Linked DNA regions of Mus musculus: region 1 is linked to region 2. The links are chromatin contacts, called in public HiChIP or PLAC-seq maps. All regions are on one chromosome and are shown on one strand. The core of a region is the stretch at or near the end of the contact, and the rest is flanking DNA. Distances in the headings are between cores, read along the strand shown. Region 1 has its middle 22 kb from the start of 1700126H18Rik. Region 2 overlaps Rhoh (ras homolog family member H).

What was found. HiChIP or PLAC-seq counts read pairs in DNA pulled down with a chosen protein or histone mark.
Region 1: a contact with region 2 is called in an H3K27ac HiChIP or PLAC-seq map of embryonic stem cells, with 2.0 times the contacts expected there. The contact joins two enhancer-like sites.

Annotation. Positions count from the first base shown.
Region 1 is chr5:66,211,436-66,216,212 of GRCm38.p6, forward strand. No RefSeq gene overlaps it. Among named protein-coding and RNA genes, the nearest start is that of 1700126H18Rik, 22 kb to the left of the region's middle. Within about 2 kb of position 3,291, at least 32 of the 459 cell types and tissues checked have an H3K27ac peak or open chromatin away from gene starts, as enhancers often do. A contact at or near this core is called in embryonic stem cells, where this site is marked.
Region 2 is chr5:65,869,076-65,874,015 of GRCm38.p6, forward strand. The region is part of intron 1 of Rhoh (ras homolog family member H); the gene reads left to right. Among named protein-coding and RNA genes, the nearest start is that of Rhoh, 8.0 kb to the left of the region's middle. Within about 2 kb of position 2,331, at least 42 of the 459 cell types and tissues checked have an H3K27ac peak or open chromatin away from gene starts, as enhancers often do. A contact at or near this core is called in embryonic stem cells, where this site is marked.

The DNA.
Region 1 (4,777 bases), core at 2,041-4,540, 340 kb after region 2:
AAAGATCTAAAAAGGTACTTTAAGGTCGTAATTACAAGATATAAAGGTTAGGGACCTCTGTATAGTCCTGGCTGTCCTGGAACTTACTCTGTAGACCAGGCTGGCCTCGAACTCAGAAATCCGCCTGCCTCTGCCTCCCAAGTGCTGGGATTAAAGGCGTGGCCACCAGGCTCCTTGAGACCATATAAACTTAACCTGTGGTAAAAATTAATTTAAGATACAAGATGTTTCATATGTCTTCCCCTTGTTTATGCCACTGTTATATTGAGACTTCAAAGGTTCAGAATCGTAACATTTATCAATGGAGCTCTGATAAATTAGCCTAACTTGAATAAAACATTCCACAATACAATCCACTTTTATAATTACAAGTTAAAATTTTAAGTTTCCTTTGGTTGTCTTTTAACTATAGGCTTAAGGTGTTTCCCATGCTAAATTTATATAATCAACTATCATAGCCACAAAGTCAAAATATTAAGTCTCCTTTGATTGTCTTTTAAATGTAAACTTAAAATGCTTCTCATTTTGCTAAATTAATATACATTCAGTCTTCTAGACAGAGGGAAAAGGCCCTTTTGTCCCCCTTCTGTTTCACCAAAGGTTTTTGTCTTCCCTAAGCTTATCTTAAAGACTGCTCATGCTGTTAACAGATTCATTTCTTTTGTAAACTTCTAAGCTCCAGGAAACCCACTCAGATCTGCCTCTCATGGAGCAAAGAGGCTCCGTCCAGAGAAGCGCACCTGCCAATCTGTTGCCTAAGCTCCCACCTGCTGCCTATTCCAGAGGGTGGGGTTGCTCCCCTGTTCCCTGGTTTGGGACTCCCCTACCCTCAACCACCAAGACCTAAGAGTTTCAAATGTGCACCCAAGAAAAGTTTTTCTCCCAAACCTACTTACCTTTCTTTTCTGCCTCGAATATGCATATGTATTTCAGCATTTTGCCACATCCAGGTGTTTACTCAAAATCTACATCCAGGACAGCTCCAGAGAAAAACCCCACAGAAGCTCCGGTCTCCTCTTACAGAGGCTTCTACTGGGCCTTCACCTCCTACCTGCAGGTGGTCCTACAGACCCTGGACAGCAAGGAGACAGTCAACTCTCCTAAGCCTAGACCAACATCCTCATCCCCATTTTCATGTTTCCCAAAGACACATTACCCCAAAGTCAGCAGGAAACAACTGAAGGTCACGACAATCCTATTCCTGTTTCACCATCACCCTCTTTCTAGTTTCTCCTTTTTTAATTAAACCAAAATGGAGGAATGTTAGCATTTCTTCTAGGCTCTGCCTAACAGTTACCTAGCAATAGTCAGGCATGACCCTGACTTGCTATAAAAGGACTTTTTGGCTTCTCTGGCCTCTCTCCCCCTGCCCCCTGCCCCCGCCCCCCACTGACCCCCCCCCCAACACACACCAATTAGTGTCACTTCCTATCCAGAGGTGTTAGGCCTTTCGAAATTTAGAAAACTTGGACTATCCAGAGAATAAATGTTGGAGGAAGAAGAAGAGGAGGAAGAGAAGGAGTGGGAGGAGGAGGAGGAAGAGGAGGAATAGCTTAGAGATAAAGATTTGAAGTCATTTTGTACCTGAGGGAACCAGAATTCCTCTAGGCAAATTCCATGCTGAGTGAAAATGGGCAGTCTGCAGAACACCAGAGCACTGACCTCCCAGGAGAAAGACAATCTACGCATGCCTGTGTCCTGGCTTCTGTGGGCCTTTACACTCTCACACTGCTATGAGCATGGTGAAGAGAGGGCTTTCTCTTTACTCATGAATGAGCAAAACCATGAATAATTTCATTTCCCATCTCTCTCTACTCTGTTGATGAGAGTCAGGCCTTATGACAGAGTTCTTTTTGTTTTGTTTTTGAGAAACAGTTTCTCTGTGTAGCTCTGGCTGCCCTGGAATTCACTCTGTAGACCAGGCTGGCCTCAAACTCAGAAATCCACCTGCCTCTGCCTCCCAAGTACTGGGATTAAAAGTGTGTGCCACCACTGCCCGGCTTTTTTTTTTTTTTTTTGGTTTTTTGAGACAGGGTTTCTCTGTATCACCCTGGCTGTCCTGGAACTCACTTTGTAGACCAGGCTGGCCTCAAACTCAGAAATCCGCCTGCCTCTGCCTCCCACGTGCTAGGATTAAAGGCGTGCCAGGCTGAGTTCATATGACATACAAAATGAGTATAGGATAAAAGGCAAAGTCATGAGACACCAAGAGTGCAGGAGGTGGAAAAGGAGCCAAGTATCCCAGAAGCCCACCCACTCCACTTTTTTTTAAAAAAGCTTTTATTGGGAAAGGGGGAGAGGGAGGGGTAGGAGGGAGAAAGACAAGATAGACAAACAGGCAGACAGACGGAGGGGGATAGCAAGAGAGACGGGAAGAGGGAGGGGGAGGGGAGAAGAGGAGAGAAAACATACACACAGGTATTCAATCAGAGAACACTCATTGGAGTAAGTTCTCTGTGTCACCATATGCATTTGAGAGATGAATCTCAGACCATTAGACATGGTGGCAAATGTCTTTAGCTGTTAAATTGTCTTGCTAGTCCTCCAGGAGCCTCTTTAAAAATGCTCTGAGAGTTGTGTGTTCTTCTCTGTTAAGAGGTTTCAGTCAATCCTATAGCAATAGTGTGATCAATTCCAAGCCTATTTTATAGATGAAGAAACTGAGAGTTAAGTGGCTCCATCAAGGTCTTGTGTGCGGTAAGAGGCAGAGTCAGGACGTGAAGCCAGGCATTCTAGCTCAAATAAAATACTCCATATATCTTCCCTCCAAACTACCAGGCCAGTACTGCAAACTGTACTTGATGTGTTTATGAAAAGACGGGGGGGGGGGGATAGTTATATTCTACGGAGGTGTCGTCAGGTGCAGGAAAAGGGGGTGCCTTAGCAGCCCATGAGGAGGCATGGCTTCCCCCTGAGGGACCAGCCACACCACGGGATAGAATACAGTTTAATCAGGGCATGGGGAGGGGGAGTTAAAAGGACAGTAGAGGCAGAGAAAGGCAGAGAGAGTAGAGAAGTAGAGAAGAAGCCGGCAGGCCATTAGCAAGTGGAGAAAAAGGGTTAGGGAATGGGGAGAGAAGGAATGGATGAGCAAGAGAAAGCAATAGAGTGAGGTGGGTGGGGCAAGCAGCCCCTTTTATAGTGAGTCAGGCACTTCCGGCTGTTGCCAGGTAACTGTGGGGCGGAGCTTAGACAATGCTAACAGAACTAGCTGAGCTGAGCCAGGTAGTCCTAGAACTAAGAATTAGATCCCCTGGTGAGCTCACAAAGAACTCTGTAGTAAACAACAGGTGTCAGTGACCTGTTCAACAAGACTGGTTTTGACCTCAGCCATTGTTTCGATCCAGTGGAGGAGAGCCATACAACTGGCACAGTGAGCTCCTGGTCCTTAGACGCCCATTTTAGGTTTAAGGTCAAAGAAAGGGAAGACATCCAAGGACTAGGAGAAGCCCCAGCTATCCGCGGATCTGGAGGAAAGGGGAGGGGAGATGCCTGTCTTTAACCTTGGAGTCCTGCAAATTTACATGGATTAAAACCTATCAACTCCATTACCCCTGTACAGATTAGCCTCTTAGGGCCCTTAAACACTCAGTGCAGGTCTTCATATTATGCAGACCTGTCTCCGGTGGGCAGAACAAAAGGACGGACGTTTAAATATCAGCATTTAAATCTAAGCGAGAACTCTGAAGAGGCGGGGAGGTCCTGGGTAGTTCCCAGCCTCTTATTTACCTCTTAAATATTCCTTTCTTACCACATTTATTTTTAAGCTTATTAACATCAACTGACAACGATAATCATAGCAAATGCTTATATAGTTCATACTTTGTACACCGGTTTTGTAAGGGGGCGGGGTTGTTTTGTTTAGTGATGAGGTCAGGGCAGGAACTCCAGGCAGGAAATGATGCAGAGGCCTCGGAGGAGGGGGCTGTTCATTGGCTTGTTCTTGTTTTGTTTTTGAGGGAAGGTCTTAGTAGGTCCCCCATTGCTGGCCTGACATTCACTATTTTGCCTAGGCTTGCCTCGGACTTGGGGCGATCCTTCTGCCTGGCTACCCAGAGTCCTGGAATTACAGATTTGTACTGCCTTGCCTTGCTCAAGCATTGTTTGCAGGTCTTGTTGTTGTTTGTTTTGTCTTTAATCCATACCCACTCTTTGAGTCTTCACAGCGGCATGACGACATAAATACTATTACCAGATTCATTTCATAGACAAGTATTACATCTCAAAGAAACCTGGGACAAGTCACACTCAGTATCAGCGGCTCCTCCCATCATTTCACGCCCCGCCCTAAACCCCTCCCCCAGAGGCGGGGCTTCTCTTCCCCAAACCCAAACCCTACAAAACAGCCTGTATCTTGGCTCTGCTGCTTCTCCTGATCTGTGTGGCACCTCTCTTGCTCTCCCTCCCCCACTTTCCTGCTCATGTACACCCTGGACTCTTCCCTCTGCCTGCTTTCTCCTTTATAGCTACATTAAAAGTCTTCTCCATACTTTAGAAGTAGTCAGGTCATTTCTTTTCTTCCTTCTTTTAAATGTTTATTCATCAACGAAGCAGAAACACAGAAAGGACAAGTAACTTGATTCAGGTCTTGTGACAAATGGCAACGCTAAGGTTCGAAGTCCCAGAGTCCACCCTCATGTCATGACCCTGCTAGTCTTAGATAAATAGCCCCATTAGAGGCGCTTCAAGGTAAAGAGACAGGATAACAAACTGATACAGAGACTGTGTGTGGAGATTGTCATATAATGGCTTTAAAGGAACCACTGGCTTCTAAAGT
Region 2 (4,940 bases), core at 1,081-3,580:
GCACTGTAATAAGTGCTTAGAAAATCTTTGAACCCACTCCTCACTTACAGAAGAATAAAGTTCTGATGGGGAGGGAGAGAAACAGCAGGACTGATGACGACACAATGAGAGGAGACGAGAGCACGTCCTCAGGAAAGGAAAGGGTGACGGTTCCAGAGGCCACGAGTGTAACTAGAAATAAAAAATGAGGATGGATACTGGAAAGGATAAATTCTTCTGAATTGGGGGCTGGAGAGATGGCTCAGTGGTTCAATCCCCACCACTTACATGGCAGCTCACAACTATCTGTAACTTCCTGTTCCAGGGGGTCTGGCACCCTCATACAGACATACATGCAGTCAAATCACCAACGTGCATCAAATAAATGAATTATTACAATTATTCTGAATCATAGGTTCTCAAATGAGTGTGTCCAAGAGTCACATGTGTGTGTATGTGTTTGTGTGTGTGCATATGTGTTTGTGTGTGTGTATGTGTTTGTGTGTGTGTATGTGTGTGTGTGTGTGTGTGTGTGTGTGAGAGAGAGAGAGAGAGAGAGAGAGAGAGAGAGAGAGAGAGAGAGAGGTGGGTGTTAATAAGTACAGCATCCTAAGTTGTCTCCCTCCATGTTTTCTGTTGGAAAGAGGCAGGAGGGAATACACGTATACATTTTTGATAAATCTGATGTGGATGGTCTTCAGGTAATGTTTTGTGAAATGCTATAGATTAAAGGTTATAGTTTGGTTTGGTCTGAGGAAACACATACTCTCTGGGTCTATGTGTTTGCGTCTCTGTCAGTTTCTGTCTCTGTCTGTCTGTCTCTCTGATGTGGGTGAGACTGGGGGCTGGAGACTCACAATTCAAGAGCTTATCGTGTGAAGGTATAGAAACAGAGAAGGTAAAGACAGAGTTATTTGCTTGTTATAGAAAGACACTAAAGCCAGGAGGCTGTACTCGCTACACTCCTTAGACAGATGCAGTGAGTACCATGGAGTTACCCCCCCCCCCCCCCCCCACACACACACAAGCAAACAGCTTTGGGCAGGAATTTGAATCATCCAGGGAACTTTGAAAACCCATGAACACCTTGGTTTTAAATGACAGGGAGGTCATCATTAGGAATAAACTTACATGAGAGTATGGTGAGGGGGTTATAGCAGAAAGTATTGGGAATCTTGGTGCACGAAAATATTATGTTAAAGGAAGAGGGAAAGAATAATTTTTGATAAAATGGAGTACCATAACCAGAGACCTGTAACACTCACAATAATAATGACAGATATACATCATAAAATGAACAGGACAGGAAATGGCACCTCTGCAATAACCGTGGTCCTGAGACCACCTGGTTCTGTTTTCCTACCTTTAGAATGTCAGTGACTGTCACTAACTCTCACATGTTCTTCTTATGCTGGAAATGAGCCGTTCTCTCCCCATATTCCCATCTCTCAGGTCAGGACGTGATAAATCAAGAACAAACTGGGAGCTCATCCTCACAGCAGAGCCTTGGCTTAGGGTCTGTTGGCTATGAAGCATCAGAAACCTAGAGTCAGACTTGTGGGAGTATTTGCTCACCATCCCCATCCCTGTGTGACCTGTGTGTTGGTGTTGGCTTAAGCCCTGGAAGAGCCTTCAGCCTCTTTCTACCCCACCATCTATCGGCCTCTTCTCCTTCATTTTAATTTTCCCTCCCTCATCCCCCCCCCCCATTCTGACAGAGTCTCACTCAGTAACCTGGGGGATTCTGGAATTCACTTTATAGTCTAGGGAAGCCTCATGGAATGCTGAGACTACAGGTTGAGCCACCAGCCTGAGTAGGGGTGTGTTTCTTTCTCTCTTCTTCCAAAAACCAATTTATTTTATTTTATTTTTATTTTGTGTGCATTGGTGTTTTGCCGGCATGTATGTTTGTGGGAGGCTGTCAGATCCCCTGGAACTGAAGTTACAGACAGTTGTGAGCTGAGTTGTGAGCTGCCATGTGGGTTCTGGGAATTGAACTCAGAACCTCTGGAAGAGCAGCCGGTGCTCTTAACTGCTGCGTCGTTTCTCCAGCCCCGAGGGACGTTTCTTAATAAGTTTTGGGATTACTGAGTCATTTGGGATCTAATGAGAAGCAAGGAGCTCTGAGAAGACCCTATATAAGAATATGGACATTTGCCGTACAGTTTGGGAATATGCACCTAGTCTTTATTTAATTTCTTTATTTTATTTAAATTCTTTAAAGTCTTCTTAAGATTCCGTAAGTTTCACATTAAGAACCCTGGCCTCAGAGGCTGTCAGTAGCACAGGGGAAGCATTATGGGATGGAGGAAATCCCGCTCTGTTCTTTGTGATCTCAGGTTAAACAAACAGACTCTCCCCTGATCCTGACCTGAGGACAAGATGGCGGCCGGCGGATGCTTTAGAGCATCAGAGCCACAAGCTGCGCTGCGCATGCGCTCGAGCAGGTTCCTACCAAAGAGAATGTGCACACTGCCCTAAGTCCGTCCTTCCGAGGCCTGTAGGGAGAGCTGCTTCCCAAAATTCCACTGAAGTATCCTATATACAACTGGGTGTAACCTCAGAGAACACCAGAGACACAGTGACATTTGCATACAGAGAGGATCAACACAGACTACAGTGTGGAGTTACCGAGTCAGGGTCAGCTGACACCCCCAGCCAGGCGGGGAAAGGTACACAGCTGGCTTGTGTGCTGTTTCTGAGTGTAAGATGTAGCTTTCCCTTTCTGTCTGTCTGTCTCTGTCATCTCTGTTTCTGTGTTTCTCCCTTTCCTTCTCTTGTCTGTCTGTCTGTGTCTGTGTCTGTGTCTGTGTCTGTGTCTGTGTCTGTGTCTGTGTCTGTGTGTGTCTATGTGTGCAGGCATGCTCAGTGTGGGAATTGAACCCATGGCTTCATGTATGCACAAGGCAAGCACTCCAGAATGGGAGCCAGATTCTCCATCTAAATAGTCTTTCTTCCCTGAAGCTGACATGGGGTTGGGCCTTGGCAGCTTTGGGGACAGCCTTTCCCCTGTACAGTCTTTTGACCACAGATGCCCCTTTGGCCACTGTGAGTGTGAGAGCCTGTAGTCTGGGGAACTGTGGGTGTTGGTTGAAAACTCAAGCCTCTTCTAGTTTTTTCTCAGCAGAGAGACACTTACCCCAAATCCACATGCTTTAACCAGCCAGCTTTGCTGAAAGCCAGAAGATGATGTCATAGGGTGGGTTGCAGGTGGGGGTGGGGAGAGGGAATCCTCAACCCTTCAGAGACCAAATATGTGAAACTGCCTATGGATTTATGAAATATGAGTTAAGATTCTCTTTTTCTGGGAGTAGTATGAGAACTGTATACCTATCTTTGAGGTAGAAGATGAAAATCTCTAACAGATGTGTTCATGTAAGGCGTGTAGCCTGCCTTCTATTACTGATTTAATCATTGTAGCCCTGTGGTTAGGTTTTATGCCAAGTTCTGTTTGTATCAGAGTAATAACATTGCATCCCATAATCCCCGCTTACAGCCCACCTCAGCTTGCACTCCAGAACAGACTCCCGGTGGTCAGGCTTATGACTGGTCTGACTTTACAGTGGTGCTCATAGACCTGTTCCACCTTTCCTTTTCAGAATAATATTCCCTACGTCACATAAGATGCTCAACACTTTACTATGAAATAGTCTTCAAGTTAGTGACTGTGCCCAGACACGTGCAGATGCTAGCGTTCTGAGCATGTTGGTATGGGTTGGATAAGCAAGGATGCTAACATGTTACCTAGTGGATTCTCAGTAAACAGTACTTTCAGTTGAGGAAGGCTCATCAGACCATTGTAGGCCAAGGAACAGTCTCTGTACACCACCCACTCAGCTTCATCGCTGCCCTTAGCTAGCTGGTAGAGCCCTTTGTTACTGCAGGTGAGTAGCTGGCTCCTCTCCCTCCCTCCTTTGTCTCCCACCCCTCCAGGCCCGTCTTCCTGTCTCTTGAGATACCTCTAAGGATGTATACCTCACCGTGAATCCTTTTCTGCCTCCTTCTCTTGTATTTTTTTCTCAGTTGCCACAAGACTTCCTATTAGCTTTATTCCAACTGTGTGCTGAAGGCAACGCCTGCCATGGTGGGGAAGTCTAAGAACATGATGGATCAGCCCTCCTTAAAAGGAAAGGGAAAGCAGATATTTAAAATCAAATTTAAATGACTAAAGCCATTTCTGTCAGCAACAACCCCCCCCCAGGGTGTTTTGTATCATTTGCTTTTATAATACTTCTCTTCAGATAAAGCCTGACTTTCGTTAGTTCTAGTATCTTTGGACAGTAACTGGCTCACTTGATGTTGGTGGCATCTCTTCCTCTGGTCATGCTGAGGGGATAGATGGCACTAGATGTCTGTACAGGAAATGGGAGGAGGTAAGCCAGAAAACCCGTACACATTGGCAGTGCCACAATTTCCTCTGTCTGCTAAGACAATGTTGTTATCTCGCTCCAGTATCTCGATTCTCTGGCTGTATCAGAGAAATGTCCACAGTACTGTTGGCTTTAAGACCTAATAGTAAATGTAGGTTCATAATAGTAGTGCCCATCTGCAGTAACAAATGTGACATATGCTTTTTAACACAAGGACACCAAGAATATGCTTTTGCATCTGTAAGATTTGGTTTACTGAAATCCCTATTACTCCAGGGTCTTCACTCCAAGGTGTACAGACCCCATAAGGGAGAGTCCCAATGTTGCTTCCCAGTGGAAGAGAACACCCCCACCCCATGCCCTGCTAACTCCCAGAGGGAGCATTTGATTTAAAGGGAAGCTTTGGCAGTCTGTCCAGTGCCTTTCTTCTTTTTGTTATCTGTGTCTCAGGGAAAGTAATTAAAAGGGAAGTTGTGTCAATATTAATATTAAATTCTAGAGCTGTGAACATAATGTGGATAGCAGGGAGGCCTGTATAAAATTTAGATAGAAAGTTCCAAACCAGATTGATGGCTTTGGATTTCCCCAAGT